2 separate regions of the Rattus norvegicus genome follow, and region 2 is linked to region 1. A link is a contact called in public Hi-C data. All regions are on one chromosome and are shown on one strand. Each heading gives the region's core, a stretch centred on a gene start, on an enhancer-like site or on the middle of the called end of the contact. The rest is flanking DNA. Distances are from core to core; before and after follow the strand shown. Region 1 overlaps Ncam1 (neural cell adhesion molecule 1). Region 2 holds the start of Ncam1 (neural cell adhesion molecule 1).

The links. A called contact is a pair of places that touch in the nucleus more often than the background predicts.
Region 2: a Hi-C map of Schwann cells shows a contact between it and region 1, with 7 times the contacts expected there. The contact joins the promoter of Ncam1 here to the enhancer-like site in region 1. A contact is called at or near these places in 4 of 12 Hi-C or Micro-C datasets (the A7r5 cell line, Schwann cells, frontal cortex and 1 more) and 1 of 1 datasets of contacts at active chromatin or transcription factors (oligodendrocytes).

Annotation. Positions count from the first base shown.
Region 1 is chr8:58,868,319-58,872,116 of GRCr8, reverse strand. All of the region lies in intron 1 of Ncam1 (neural cell adhesion molecule 1), which reads left to right. Among named protein-coding and RNA genes, the nearest start is that of Ttc12, 130 kb to the right of the region's middle. Within about 2 kb of position 1,641, at least 28 of the 93 cell types and tissues checked have an H3K27ac peak or open chromatin away from gene starts, as enhancers often do.
Region 2 is chr8:59,059,934-59,063,731 of GRCr8, reverse strand. Ncam1 (neural cell adhesion molecule 1) reads left to right here and starts at 1,752. Exons shown (of 20, transcript NM_001395707.1): 1 at 1,752-2,011. The coding sequence starts at 1,960.

The sequences.
Region 1 (3,798 bases), core at 392-2,891:
TCTACACCCCCATATGCTGGGAGCAAGGATGTGTGCCACCATACCCTTGCAACTCTAATTCTTAAAAGCCTCAGAGAGTAGGGCCACAGGAGAGGATGAGGTGTTGGCTGCAGGCTTTGATGGTAGACTGTAGAGTTCGTGGGTATGGGTGACACAGGATAGTTCAGAAATGCACAAGAGCCAGCATAGAATTGGAAGAACAGAGAGTGGCCATTAATGAGTTGCAAGTCAGAATTCCAGTTTTAAAATGCAATTTTAGAATATATTGTAGATGATGGGTTTCTGAAGTAGAAGTTTGTATGCATGAGAAGTCAAGACTAGAGGATGGAGCGCCATCTTCACAAATGGTGTGAACCCTCTGTATCCATGGACACAGCCATCAGAAGGTGCCTCATTAAGTGTGTTTTCCCTCCATCAAAAGTCTTGACATTTATTAGCAGCAGCTCCTCCCTTGTGTGCTCCTTTGGACATCTGGTATGTGAACTCTTAGATTTTCTCTGCCTTGCATTCCTCCCCTGTCTCCTTCTCTCAGGACAGGCTTGCTGAAGGAGACATCCCCATGAGCCTGAGCGGTCCCCACATTACTTTTCATAGTCATCCCTGGCAGAGCTAGTTATACAAGGATGGGCAGAGGGAAAGAAGTGAAGAAGATCAGGTAGAAACTGTTTCTGAAGTTAGAACAAATGATGTGTTTGCTTGGAATCAGGAAGTGGCACTGGGGAAAGGCAGAAGAGGATGTGGAAAACATTTCAGAGTTTCTGAAAACCCCTTGACCCCTGGGAGAAACATGTTTTGGGGAGATAAAAAATGATCATCAAGTGACTGGAATGCAGTAGCTAGTGGAGAGGAAGTCATTGAGGAAAGGGGACAAGGCAGAGTGTGGGCATGAATGCCAGAGAGTTCTGTGTCAGGTGTAAGACAAAGCCTACAGCTTTGACAAGTCAGACAGACATCACACACACACAGAGCCATTGCGGGTGGGACTCTAAAGACAGAGCTGAGCCCTTGAAGTTCATATCTGACAGCTAACCATGCCAGATTGCTCATGGGTAACATGCTCTATGCAAGAAGACGCTAATACCAACAAAAGCAGGTAGACAACATGGAATGGCTACAGAAAGACTCTCAGAGAGATGTACTGGGAAGGGGACAAGGAGAAACCAAAGACAGAAGGAAGAGGAGAGAAAGGACTGTTTGAGGTGGAGGTAAGTTGTTTGGGAGGGAAAGGCTAGGACGGTGATGACTTGATGGAAGGGGGAAACAGGGCAGAGATAGGATAAGCCAAGAGCTGGTTACTGGATGGTGCTGCAGTCAGAAGAGAATGTCTTGGATCTGTGGCTTTCGAAAATGTAATAGAATGTGAGTATGAAGAGGTGGCAAGCTGGTGGCCCTTGTTATTGTTGGTGATGGAGAATGTGGCCACATTCAGGTGGAAAGCTTAGAATGGATGCTGTGACAGCCATTCTTACCCTTCTCTAGACCTGGGGATGTGCACCTAGGAAGCAAGAAGTCAATCACATGTAGACTTGCCCACGATATCCATGCCTTCTGCTGTTATAATCACAGTTATACCATTGTCATTCAGTGGACTGGTGGCGTACATTGCAAAGTCATCCTAGAGTGAAACCGCAGAGACACAAAGATGAGCGACAACATACAAATAAGACTCATACAAATTTGAGGCACAGTGGAGTCCTAGAAAGGATGGTGTGGCTCAAACTGGTCAAATACCAATCGTGTTTGAAATATGATTAAAATTAGATCGCTGGATAGATAGCCACACCCAAAGTCAAAATTTCCCAAGCTTGTTTTTCTCACACCATCTCAAATCTACAACAGTCCTTTTGTTCATATTTATTCTGCTTGGAACAATTGCCAGCAAAAGCTTTTGTCCTTTGTTGTTTGTGGCACTGGTTTGGTTTGGATTTTCTTTCCTACTTTCTTGATAAATTATGCTCTTACTAGCCATATACTGTCACTTAGGTGTTTGGAAGTCTGACATTTTAAAAATCAATATCTTAAGTGTTTAGTGTGGGGGACGTAAGCCCCTTTATTTTTCTAGAAATTACTGAGGGAGCCAATGGTGTTGAATCTGGGCTGGATACTAATAGAAATTAACACTGGGAATCTGAAGTGTCTATGAAATAATTTTAAATTAAGAGTAATGCCATGATATGTTACAAATAATATATTGTGTGGAAAATGATTAAAATTTCACAAACAAAGCAAAGATTTTTTTAGCAGTTCTTTTGCAAGTTTCTTTGATATTTGCCTTGAATAAAAGATGGTTTGATTTTCTTATCTGCTTCTGCATGCAGTCCTCTATGTAGACCATTCTTGTTGAAAGACAGGAGGAAAATGCATCCTCATGTGGATATACTGCAAATACATTACCCTGTTTTCTATTAAGAATAGCACAATATACACAGTAGCTCAGACTGGGGAGAATTATTAAGAAAGGCAATTTATTTGAATACATGACAAGCTGGCATAATCTTAAGGTAGTTTTTCATGGTAAAAAACAGACAATACACCCCCCCCCCTGTCTGTCTGTGTCTGTCCTCTTTCTGTCTCTTTCTCCCTCGCTCTCTGTGTGTGTGGGTGTGTGTGGGGGTGTGGGTATGGGTGTGGGGGGTCTCTGTCTGTCTGTCTGTTTTTGGGCCTCACTCCCCTTTCTTTTAAAGCCACCAGGATTCAGCCATGGGGGCTTCACTGTGGTGACCTTATTTAAATTTAATTCATGAAAATTCTACCCTTCACTCTAATGAAGATTAAGTTTCATCCCATTCCTTGTGGGACACATTTCAATCAGAGCCGAACTAAAGCATGGAGTGAAGACTATTTCGGTGCACTGTACAGATCTTAGAGGTGTTCTTGAACATGAAAATTTGACAAATGGGATTCTCTTAAAAGCCTCTTGCAATACAGACTCTGAAGCCATCATGTAGCTGAGCTTTTTGTACTACATTACATTAAAGCAAACTGGTTTCCACACACCATAAGCCATTAACTTATGCATGATTTTTAAACATTGCCTGTTAGTATTTGGGAAAAAAATGGTTCACCAAATCATTGACAAATGTATTGACAGCAATAATATTTATAATATATAAAATTTTAAATTGCATGCATTATTGTTACCACAATTCCAGCAACAAAGTCCTGTTAAGTGTTGCAAAGCTGTTAAGTGCACACTGGTAGGAGCAGGCTTCCCCAAACAGTAATTTTGTTTGAAAGTCTGAATTTTTACCATCAGCCACAGATACTTTCAAGTTGTTTATGTGAGATGACAAGCTCACTTCATGCATTTTGAAAAATACCTTCCAAATATCGAAGACTGAATTTCGGTGCAGTGCTTGTCAGTAGTTACCTCAAATGGGATAACTCTGTCTAGTGGTGCTTACAGCTCACGGCTCAGGATCCTCAGCAACCACTGCCCTTGGGCCCACAGAAGCACAGCTCGTATACGCTTGCCTTTACATCACCGATTGCGTTAAGATGCTCTGTGGCTTGCCCTCCTTTTTACATCTCTCTTGGTCCCCAGTTTAGTCCCTGCTGTAATAAATTAATCCTTGAGCATACTACTTCGCCGTGTTTTTTTTTTTTAATCAATCTGTGGCTTGCCCACCCACATTACAGAGTCCTTGAAGAGGCTTCACACTCACTCCCTCCCAGCACCTCCAGTATTTTGCCCAGGTGGTTGGATAGTAGACACTTAAAGTCCACAGTTGTCAAGTGAATGCTAGGTGAATGACATTAACAAGAGCCCCTCCTATATTCCAAGTCAAATGGGTGTGC
Region 2 (3,798 bases), core at 503-3,002, 190 kb before region 1:
ATCCACATGAGGTTATAAGGTATAATATGGTCATTTTATACACTGGCAAAAAACAGTGTGTAAACAAAGACACAACCAGAAATATATGTGTGTGTGTGTGTGTGTGTGTGTGTGTGTGTGTGTGTGTGTGTGTGTGTATGATGTGCTTAACCTTAGGTTGTTGACTCAAGGACAAAGACCTGATATAAAACATCTTCTGGGGAGGAAAGGGTCATTTTGGCTCATGGTTCAAAGCTCTCATCTTGTGGCAGCTTTATCTTGTGTGAGTACTGGCAGACACAATCACATGCATATATAGGCAACTTAGAAAAATTGTGGCTATCTTTAGAATCTGTGGGGCAAAGAGATATTCCTTGAGCTTTTATACTTTTCTGTATTTTTAAAAATTGTTTATAATCAGCATAAGTTACAAATTATAAAAGTGAACATGAACGATTCCTGGGAGACAGAATACTTCTCGTGAATCCCTGGAACCCCCAACGTATGATAGTACCTACTAGGTACATTATACAGCAGAAAGAAGAGCTTGGTGGTGATTGGGCAGCTAGCAGAAGGTGGGGTTTCAAGGAGCCTGCCCTTTAAAGGAAATCGCAGGGCTTGGGATTATGCATGAAGTGGTGCTTTCCTCTGTCAGAGCCGCTTCTCTGAGCAAGGCCACCCTCACCTATATTTCCTGCACAACTCAAGTCCTGTTCAGGTGCTAAAGGTGTTGATTTCACTCTGTTCTCATCCCCTCTTTTCACAGACACAGCTGTTTGATTAGTGGAAGTCTTTGCCTTGACATCTCAGTTACACTGGATTTTTCATAGCCTTAAGAATAGGGGTCTCTCTCCTGCTGAAGGAGAATTCTTGCTCTTGCTCCTGTGCCGTAATACACACCGAAAAGCCAGGGCAGCAGTGGAGGGAGAGGAAGAGAGGATTCCAATACTTGCAAGCAGTTTCTGGTAATTTCTGAATACTACTTCTAAATGTCTCTGCATTTTCTTCTAACTGCCCCCCCGCACCCCCCCCCACTTCTGAGATCTGAGTTGTGCTGCTGTGAGTTGCTCCCTCTGTGGGAAGGTAAACTTCATAGGTAAGAGAAAACAAACAACAAAGCAAACCTCCACAACCCTCATTTCTCTCCAAATTTCCAATTTCCTTCACTTAGGAGGAAGAGGAGGAAGAGGAGGAAGAGGGTGAGGAGGAGGAGGAAGAGGAAGAAGAGGAAGAAGAGGAAGAAGAGGATGAGGGAAAGGAGGAGAAGAGGAGGAGGAGGAGGAAGAAAAGGAGAAGAAGGAGAAGGAGAAAAGGAGGAAGCCATTTGCTTCCTATTGCAAGGACTTTAGTAACTACATGGGGTGGGTGTGGGGGGCTCTACAACTTTGAAAAGCGAGCTGAATCTAAAAATTCTTTCTTTTTTTTTCCTAATTATTTAAACGTTCAAATTCCCGATTAAGGAACGCTGGAGGGCAGAAGGATCTCCAAAGGCTTGAGTGAAGGAAAAGGGTGAAAAGAAGAAATCCCAGCTTCTGCCTGGAAGGTTCTGTGTGAAAGAGCCCGGCTCCCTTGGTGACTCCAGGCCGTGTTTTGCAGGCGGCCGCATCTGCCTCCCCTGTCTCTTACCTCCTGGATGTTAGGAACTATTTGTGGTCGGCGTGGTGGAAGGACACAGTGAGGTTCTCACCTCCGCCCCCCGCCCGTCGCTCGCATCCCCAGTTCCATCAAAGCCAACCCGGGCCAGCGCAGGGATCTCCGAGTTGCGAGTGTGCTGAGGCTGGGGCTGTCACTCATTCTCCGCTCAGCGCGTGAACGCAGCTCGGCAGTGGCTGGCAAGAAACAATTCTGCAAAAATAATCATACCCAGCCTGGCAATTGTCTGCTCCTCGGTCCATTGCTCCGCCGCCGTCCACAGTCGCTTGCAAGGGAAGGCACTGAATTTACCGCGGCCAGAACATCCCTCCCAGCCGGCAGTTTACAATGCTGCGAACTAAGGATCTCATCTGGACTTTGTTTTTCCTGGGAACTGCAGGTACATTTTTATTTTATTTTATTTTTAAAATTCTACATCGGGTTTGTTAATTGTCCGCTTGCCCCTGTCCTTCCTCCCTTTCCCCGAGAAGCACGGTTCTTTTGGGTGGTTTTGTGTGTAAGGCAAAGACAGCATTTTCACTGAGCTGAGAAGGGAGCGCATCGCATCGTCCTTGCTTGGCCAGCCAAACCCGTGCCCTCCGGGACGGCGCTGGACGCGGCTGTCTCCCCGCTCGGTGGCGACCGCGCACGCCCTTCCCACTTGTGTGCCCGTGGAGGTGGGACAGGGGTATGGGATCAGGATGCTGCGGCTATGGGCAGCGCTGCTTTCCCCTTCCCCGAAGGCGGGTGGCGGGGATGCGCTGCTCGGGTGGTGTCGCCCCCAGGCTCATCTTCCACCTAGAGGGGTTTGTCAAGCTTAGAGAAGAGTGAACAATAAGGCTGGGGCAGCTTTCCCCCCACCGTTATGTCCCGGGCTGTGATAAAGTGAGGCTTGCAGCCTCCGCTCACTCCCCCCTCTTCCCCGCCCCGAATAACGGTTTGCAAAATGGGGCAACCACGGGCAGCACCGCAGGGCCCCGTGGCCGTTCCTGCACCCCCGTGCAAATGACGTTAGTTTTTCATTTGCCAAATTGCTGGGTAGTTGCAAAGCCTGCCATCGGCCGGGAGCACGGAGGGATGGGAGGGTCCAGCGCCGCGTTTTGACAGGAGGAAGTGCAGAGGGGCGGAGGGCGAGGAGGGCGTGATCGGGGCTGCCTGGTTGTGCGTGTGTGTGTGCGTGTGTGTGTGTGTGTGTGTGTGTGTGTGTGTGTGTGTGTGTGCGCGCGCGCGGGCGCGCGCGCGTGTGCCTTTACACGCACCGAGAGCCCAGGGTTGCACGGTGCCAGCGAAGAATGGCAGGTAGCCAGTTGCCCAAAACACCTCTCCCTATTCTCCTTTCTCTGGGTGATATTCCTAATCCTGGCAAAGTGTGAACAATGGGGCGCTCTGGAGAAAGACCGTAGCGACGCTGTCGCGGGTGGCGGGGGCTGTGCCACCGCCCAGAGATACTAAGCATCCGGGAAGGGGGCGCATTGCATTTTGGCTATTTTCATCTTGGCTTTCCCTGGAAAATTCTTCTGTGTGCCCACCCTCCCTTCCAGCTGCTGCCCCTACCCCACCCAAGGATTTGTGCTTTGGCGTCCCTGTGGACTGGGAGAGGGGCAAGCAAAAGGCGCTGGGACCGCCGAGAGCTGGGTGGGATGGGCCGACAGCTGGGGCGGGGGGGCGTGTGCTGCCAAGCACCAGCTGAAAGCAGGCCAGGCAGAGGAGACCGCGCATGGCTGTCGTTTCTGCCCAGTGTGGCTGTACTAGTCCAGAATCTCTAAGCCTTGGGTGTGGAGCGCACAGAGCGGCCCCGGGAGCACCCAGCGCGCCCCCCTCCGTGGGCAGCAGGAGAGCAGAGCTGGGCCACCGCCTCCAGCCAACTCTGGTCAGGGACCAATCAGAGCGAGTCTGGCTGGGCGGGAAGCCGCGAGAGGCTTTTATTGCGGCGCGGGTGGCGCCCGAGCTGCCAGGATGGTCTCCGGGTGTTCTAGCTTAACGGTCTCGCTCGCCACCCGCTGGGAGAGACCCCGCCCTGATACTGCCCCTAGCTGCACGGCAGTTTTCGAGGACATAAAATGGAGAAGGATGGGCCCTGGGACATCTCTTGGTCCAGCTACCTCATTCTCGCCCACTCGTGCCTCTTTCACGGCGGCTTGGAGCATTCAGGCTCCCTGTCCATGGCGCACAGTTGCGCCGGAGCGC